2 separate regions of the Capra hircus genome follow, and region 1 is linked to region 2. Evidence: chromatin contacts called from public Hi-C data. All regions are on one chromosome and are shown on one strand. Each heading gives the region's core, a stretch centred on a gene start, on an enhancer-like site or on the middle of the called end of the contact. The rest is flanking DNA. Distances are from core to core; before and after follow the strand shown. Region 1 holds the start of LOC102181181 (cytochrome c oxidase subunit 6A2, mitochondrial). Region 2 holds the start of LOC100861338 (apoptosis-associated speck-like protein containing a CARD).

Region 1 (3,784 bases), core at 1,263-3,762, 200 kb after region 2:
CCCTGCCCTCCCACAGACAGGATGGTATAGAGGGAAGAACTCAGACAATGGAGTCAGCCTGGTCTAGGTACACATTTTGGCTCTTACTCCCTGTTTAATGTCAGGCAAGTTGCCCAACCTCTCTGAGCCTGTTTTTGAAATGATAATAATGCCTATATCACAGAATGGCTGAAACAACAGAGACATGAGGCCAGCGTATGCAGAATCTATGAATGATGTGTACAGATCAGAGCTCGGCACACAGCAAACACTCAATCAGTGGTAGCTGTTGTTCACATAAGTATCCTAACACACAAATACAAGGCTACTTAGTTCCCTTCTGTCTCAGCTTCCTCCTACTCCCAACTTCCCATTCTGCCCTCTTATCCAGATTTTCTGATTTATTTCCCTTCATAGTGTGGGTTCTTCAAACGTCAGTACAAAGAAATGATGGATAACAAGCCTGAAGACACTGCTGCATTCAGTGGGGAAGATATCCACAGTGAGGCTCCAGATCCACTTCTGTCCGAATAATCCACTTTCCCATTTATTTCTATTCCCATTGGCTGACCTTGGCTTCACCTACCAATCTGCGGGGACAGGGCCGAACAGCTTACCAGGTACCAAGACATCTTCCCAAGGGGTCAAAAGATTTTTGTGTTTTCCCATATCCACCAGACTTCTTCAGTGATGACCCACTTTTCACAGAAGTGGGCATGATGCCAGTGTGAATTCTCTTATGTATAAGAACTGTCACATTAAATGAGGATGCTTATAAGATAACTATGCTGTAAGGAAGAGCTCTAATCCAGGAACCTCAGTGCTGTTCTGCAGCCCATGGGGTCGCTAAGAGTCGGACACGACTGAGTGACTTCACTTTCGCTTTTCACTTTCGTGCATTGGAGAAGGAAATGGCAGCCCACTCCAGTGTTCTTGCCTGGAGAATCCCAGGGAGGGGGAGCCTGGTGTGCTGCCGTCTATGGGGTCACACAGAGTCAGACACGACTGAAGTGACTTAGCAGCAGCAGCAGCGCTGTTTTAGAAGGGTGGGGCTGTTCGTGGGTAGAGATGTTTCTTACTCTCTCAGTTGACTGGGACCTGTGAGCATAAGTGCACTGTAAGCAGTGTTAGGAGAGGAGGCCAAAAGTAGTTCTGTGTGTGTGTGTGTGTGTGTGTGTGTGTGTGTGTGTTGGTCATGGGTTTCCGCTCAGGCTCCCTGATAATGACAAGTGAGCTGACTGTCCTAGAAGGTGAATGAAATATCCAGAGCTTGAACCCTTGAACGGGGTCCCCAGAAGCTAGGAGAATCAGACTTCCAGAAAGGGAGCATCTAACTTCCCCCAAATAATACAGAAGACCAGTGAACGATGGTGTAGAGCATGACTGAAATATTCCAAATCCGGAATTAGCTCAAGAAGCCTCTCACATAGGGCTGTAGACAGTGTTTGAAATCACTGTTGTCTCCACACAGCGGGAACTCAGAGAGGCCCTCAGGGCGTGTCAGGCAACCTGTGGTACTTCAGGGCCTGCAGCCCTGAGTTCCCACCGGGCCTCTGTGAGCCGCCTGAATTTCAGTCATTTAATCTCTGAGCATCTCAAATTCCTCCTCTGGAGAAGAGAGAACCGAAATTATGCCTTGCTCCCAGGGTTATCATGAGAAATCAGTGTATGTGAAAGCCTTTTACAACCTAGAGCCCTAACCATGAATAGGTGAAAGGGGAGGGGCTATCTCCTACCTGTCCATCAAGGATGCTCTCGCGAGTCCCTGGGGAGTCAGGATCTCCGGAAGAGCACGTGGAGCACCCGCTGCACTGTGCGCATGCGCCCAGCTCGAACCGGCCCCGCCCCGTGGTCCCCAAGGAGCCGCGGACACACAGCTTCCACAATTTTATTGTGTCTGGGGGCATCAGCCAAGCCTCAAGGCTTTTCATAGCCCGTGGGCAGAGGGTTGACCCGGGGATTGTGGAAAAAAGTGTGGTTGCCGTCTCCCCAGGAGAAGGGCTGCGGAGAGAGAGGGAAGGGGAGCGAGATGTCAGTTTGGGGGTCCCCCATCCCCTGACTCACCCGCTCGCTCGCGTCCGCAAGGGGTCGGTGTACCTTGGTGCGGATGCGGAGGTGATGGTAGGGGATGAACGCCGGGCGCTCGCGGTGGCCCGAGTGGAGCCAGGAGTTGAGGGTGCAGAGGGCCACGCTCGGGAGCGCCAGCGCGAAAGTCAGGAAGCGCCAGGTGCGGGCTGCAGCGGAGGGTGGGGGAGGAAGGCAGGGGTGAGAGAGAGATAGGGGGGTCGCCAGGACCCTGGAAGGCCCCAGGGGCAGGGGGTTGGGGGGGAACCGAGGGACAAGGGCAGGAAGCCACAGGGTCAGGCCCCAGCTGGACTCACCTCCTGTCCCGCCATGCTCTCCCTTGGCCGCACTGGCCAAGCCCCGACTCAAGGACTTCAGAGGCAAAGCCATGTCGGTGGCAGAAGCTGGGGACAAGGGCACTGTCCTTTCCTTCTCCTTCAGTGAGGCCTCGGTTCCCCTCCCCTCTGTTCCTGCCAATCACCTGTTGAGTCCCTTGCATGGGTGGCTATTTTTGGGGGTTTCTATATTTAAAGTGAGGCCTGACTGGCAAGAGGTCTTTCTCTCCAGGCAGCTTGCTCTACTGTGCCTCTTATTTTGGTAAGGGGACATTTAAAGTACAATAAGCCATGCTTTTCTTAGTTGGAGGGAAGTAATTTTGCTCAATACTCTAGACCCCGTGATTGGCACACAGTAGGCCTTTAATAAATATTTGTAGAATGAATGAAGTGTCCTTTTGAATCTCAGGGTTTTTTCAGGTGTATACTGTATAATAATTTGTACCTTAAATGATCTCAGTGAAGTTTAAGTAAAGTAACAGAGGAAGTTTTAGTAACTTGTTGAACAGTTGAATGTTATATATAGTATTGCTAAATTATTCTGGGGCCCTCACTGAGCTATAATGGAATTCTTCCTACAGTTGCTTTTTCCCAATCGGACTTTGGAATTGCTACTGAGAAGACAGGGCCTTATTTCAGTTACAATTACTTGATTTCTTTGTCTACAGGCAGTCCAAATCTTAAACCTCCTCCCTACTCAAGATTATGGCTCTTGGTAAAAACAAAAATGGAGTATTTTTACCCGAAAAGGTCCTAGGTTCCTCTCTCTCCCCTCAGAGTTTTGCTGGTCATCACCAAACAATTCCCTGGGGATTCCCATCCCGTAGTCTCACCCTGGACGATCCCACTAAGAGCTCTTCTGTCTGGTGCTTGGCCAATGGCCCAAGGGCTGCTAGCATCCTCTGCTGTTGTCGCCCTCTTGTGGTGCACATGCTCAAGTACACCTATTGCAGAAACTGATGAGACCATCCTGGCAATTTGTGATAATCTCATTACTACAGATTCTGGGCTTCCTGGATGGCCCAGTGAGTAAAGAACTTGCCTGCAGTGCAGAAGACACAGGAGACGTGGGTTTGATCCCTGGGTTGGGAATATCCCCTGGAGGAGGAAATGGCAATCCACTCCAGTATTCTTGCCTGAAAAAAATCCATGGACAGAGGAGCCTGGTGGGCTACAGTCCACAGGGTCACTAAGAGTCAGACACGACTGAGCAACTAAACACTGATGTGTGGGGGAAAGGCACTGGACCCAAATAAAAAGCATTGTTTAGTTGCTTTTCTATGTTATTGCTATAGAAATAACCACGATCTCATTGACTGGCCGGCAAAGCCACTGGGAAGACTTAAATTGGGTGTGGTCACTTCCTTGGTCACTTTGGTTAACTTGCCCAAGTGTGTCCACATTGG
Region 2 (3,867 bases), core at 1,273-3,772:
CTGATGATCTGACTCCTGTGTATGGAGTATCTGACCTCCTTGGTGTCTGCCTGTTGCTTTGCATCCATCCCTCCAAGCCAGAAAGAATTGGGGTGCAAAGTGTACCCAGGATGTGGTCTTAGGATGCTGGTTCTGTAGCAGCCTCTGGAAAGACTCCTTAAGGTGCTGTTTTCTAGAAATAAATACTATTTTCTTTTGTTGACACAATTCCATCAAGAGAAGAAACAGCTGCTGGAAGTCATTTCCTGAAGTTTTGCTTTTGTGTTTGGCATGTTTTCTGGGCAAAGTGTAACCTATAATCCCTTTTTGCAGGGGGTGGGAGGGAGCAGCCAAGCCCACTGGTGTCAGTGCCTGAAGGAACCCTAGGAATACTTGCTTTGTGTTCTCCTGTTGGTGGCTCAGACGGTAAAGCGTCTGCCTACAGTGTGGGAGACCCGGGTTCAATCCCTGGGTTGGGAAGGTCTCCTGGAGTAGCAAATGGCAACCCACTCCAGTATTCTTATTTTTTTAGGCTTCTCTGGTGGCTCAGGTTAAAGCGTCTGCCTCCAATGAGGGAGACCCGGGTTCGATCCCTGGGTCGGGAAGATCCCCTGGAGAAGGAAATGGGAACCCACTCCAGTATTCTTGGCTGGAGAATCCCATGGACAGAGGAGCCTGCTAGGCTACAGTCCACAGGGTCGCAAAGAGACAGACACGACTGAGTGACTTCACTTTCACTTTCATCATTTCTCCTGAAAATGGCTCTAATTTTGTAGTTTTTCCCCTATGAAAAATGAAAGAGAAGCTTTGTAGACTAGTCTGTTTCTAAATGCATCTGTTGGATCTTGTTCAGTCGTGTCTGACTCTTGGTGACCCCATGGACTGCAGCATGCCAGGCTTCCTTGTCAAATTCGGCCCCTCACAATTCCAGGCCCTTTGATCATCTCTCTATTTTAATTTTTAGACCTTGGCCACAAGGTTAACTCATGGTTCACAGGTCTAAAGGGCAGACCCTTTAGGGTGGCATTGAAGGAGCCACCAAATGGTGAATGAGGGAGACTATTCCATGTACCTGAGGCAGGAAGGGTGAAGTGTTTGGGGAGCCTGTTGCCCTGTGCGTGGATATGTAGCTCAGGTCCACATGTGCTTCCAGGCTGCAAGTAGGAAAACACACCAAGTACAAGTGGGATTTTCATGTATTGTGTATGAGAAAATCAGAGATTCCAGATAAGTTGGCTGGAACAGCCAGGGGTGGTATGTGGGAGCCATTGCTGGAGAAGGTGCTTCAGCTCTGCTCCAGGTCGTCCACCAGGTAGGGCTGGGTCTCCCTCAGCGCCTGGAGGAGCAGATCCTTGCAGGTCATGTTCCAGGCTGGAACAAAGCTGAAGAGCTTCCTCATCTTATCCGAACTAGTGCGCTCTGCCCGCACTGCCTGGTACTGGTCCTCTGTCAGGACCTTCCCATACAGGGCATCCAGCACCTCATCAACGACTGTGACCCGTGCGATGAGAGCCGCCCGATGCTGTTCCACAAAGTGCAGTCCTGGGGCGAGAGGGAGGAGAGGGGCGGAGCTGGCACCCAGGGTGGGCACTGGAGCCTGTCTATCCCTCTTGAACACTTTTCCCTCAGGTTGCCCTGAATGCAAACCTAAGGGGCAGGGCTCAACAGGACCTACATAGAGTGGGATGCGCTTAACTTTACCTCCTTTTCAGCCAGATGTGGCCCCAGGAGTGTGGGTAGGTGAGTGGGAAGAGTTGGCCCAACTTTGCACGCCCTGAATGCTCTTGGCCTTGACAACAGATTTAGGCTGTGCAGGGGTGCGGTGGGGCGGGGCTGGTGAGGTGTCCAGGTAGGTGAGGTCAGAGATTGAAGGCCTTACCTGGCTTGGCTATCTTCTGGAGAGGGGCCTTGACCTCGGCTGGCACGTTTCTAGCGCCTGTAAGAAAATGTTCAATGGTGTCTCCAAGTCTTTCTGAAGTCTCGGTCTGGAAGCCAAGGTCAGTACCCAGTGCAGGAAGCCTCCCCAGCAGAAGCTTTTATGAAGGGGTAGGAGGAACAGGAAGAGAAAGTGCCTGGAGAGGCAAACGTTGGGGCTGGGAGGGTGCAGATGAAGGGAGGGAGACTGGCCTGGACCTAGGAGTGTGGCGGGGGCGCACTCACCCTTGCTCATCATGGTCTCCTGCAGCTGCTCCGCTACCTCCTGCATGCCCATGTCGCGAAGCACGAGCGCCGTGAGCTCGGCACCGTATGCCTCCAGATAGTAACTGACGAGCTTGTCGGTAAGGTCCACGGCGTCCAGGGGCATCAGGGTCCCCCGGGGGATGCGTCCATAGCCTTCCCGCAGCGGCACTGAAAGCAGTTTCATCTTGAACTTTTTGAACTCGTCCGCGGTCAGGTTCTCCAGAGCATCCAGGATGGCATCGCGTGTGCACCCCATGTCTCCGGGGTCCTCCGCCGCAGCCGCCACTTCCGCTCACTCCGGGTGTCTGCCGTTTGGAAAGCCTCCTCTGGGGCGGGACCAGAAACTCCCCGCCTTCTCTCAATTCCTGTCTCTGCCCCAGAACGTTGCCCTCGGGTGTAAGACTTAACTACTCTCCTGCGCCTTCCCGTCCCCTCCTGGCCATCGGGGGGCGCCCAGATCTCATCCTTTGGCTGATCTCTGAGTGGGGCCCAGATCTCATTCTTTGGCTGATCTCTGAGGAGTGACCCAGACCAGTGGAAAAGGGCTCATGGGTGGTGCCTGCTTCTCTAGGCTTGGACTAGCTAGCTAAATCAGGAACCTGATTTACTGGAGCATCAGGGCTTCGGACTCATGGAATTTTAGAGCCCTGAAATCTCCATGTTTCCCTAAATCTTAGCATCCCCTCTCACATGTCATAGAATCAGAACCCTAACAGCCAGAACCAGGTAGCTTCCCAAATTCCACAAACTGGGGAGAAATGAGGTGTCAAAAAGAGGGTAGAGGTAACTATGTGTGTTTTCTCTCTTTGAGCCTCAGTTTCCTGATGTACAAAATGGGGATGACAACATGCCTTTGTCCACTCTGTAAATATTCCAACATAACATGGGTTACCTGATGGAACCTGAAAAAAGCGTGTTAGTTGCTCATTTGTGTCCGACTCTTTGCGACCCCATGGACTGTAGTCCACACGTCAGCCATTCCCTTTTCCAGGGGATCTTCCTGACCCAGGGAGAGAATTCAGGTCTCCCGCATTGCAAGGATATTCTTTACCATCTGAGCCACCAGGGAAACCTGATGGTGCCTGAAACCTTGCCAAATACCTCCTGGAAGAGCCAGGATTTGTTCCCCCAGGAACTGAATTTCTTGGAAATTGATCACAAGACACACTTGTAATGGTTGAGAAAATTCTTTGCTGAGGGGAAAGTCATGGGTAGAGAGTCATTCTGGGGTCAGGAGGCTTGACCCAGAAGAGTACATGCAAGGTGGCGTGGGTTGATGCTGGAGGCCAGGCCGAGGCTGGAAGCCTTCACTTGCCTTTCACGTGGCTGGGGGGGCCCTGCTGCTCTGCCCCTGTGGACCACACCAGCCTTGTCTTGCACCACATCCTGCCCCCATTCCGTCTCTGAGTTCCAGCTGCACTGTCCTTTCAGTTCCGCAAATGTGCCAGGGTCCTTTGCTTCTCCAAGCCTTGGCACATGCTATTCCCTTCACCTGGAACTCTCTTCCCTCATTCTTTGTCTAACAAGCTCTCAAGATTTTAGGTCTTCAGGGAAATGTTACTTTCTCTGGAGACCAAGTTCAGACTCTCTCCAATTCAAAACACCTGCTACTTATTTGTAGCTCTCGTAACAATTGTGACTGTAAATTGCAACTAGCTCTGTGCATTTGTTTAGCATCAGTCTTCCCTGACAGGCTGTAAATATGCT

What was found. Hi-C and Micro-C count contacts between places; a contact is called where the count stands out from the background.
Region 1: a Hi-C map of blood shows a contact between it and region 2, with 3 times the contacts expected there. The contact joins the promoter of LOC102181181 here to the promoter of LOC100861338 in region 2. A contact is called at or near these places in 3 of 5 Hi-C or Micro-C datasets (all in blood).

The regions. Positions count from the first base shown.
Region 1 is chr25:27,353,096-27,356,879 of ARS1.2, forward strand. LOC102181181 (cytochrome c oxidase subunit 6A2, mitochondrial) reads right to left here and starts at 2,513. Exons shown (of 3, transcript XM_005697738.3): 1 at 2,361-2,513; 2 at 2,077-2,213; 3 at 1,852-1,980. The coding sequence starts at 2,433. The coding sequence ends at 1,897. It overlaps LOC102180368 (integrin alpha-D), which reads left to right. Exons shown (of 30, transcript XM_018040561.1): 30 at 397-762. The coding sequence ends at 513.
Region 2 is chr25:27,156,989-27,160,855 of ARS1.2, forward strand. LOC100861338 (apoptosis-associated speck-like protein containing a CARD) reads right to left here and starts at 2,523. Exons shown (of 3, transcript XM_005697733.3): 1 at 2,140-2,523; 2 at 1,859-1,915; 3 at 1,158-1,521. The coding sequence starts at 2,416. The coding sequence ends at 1,265.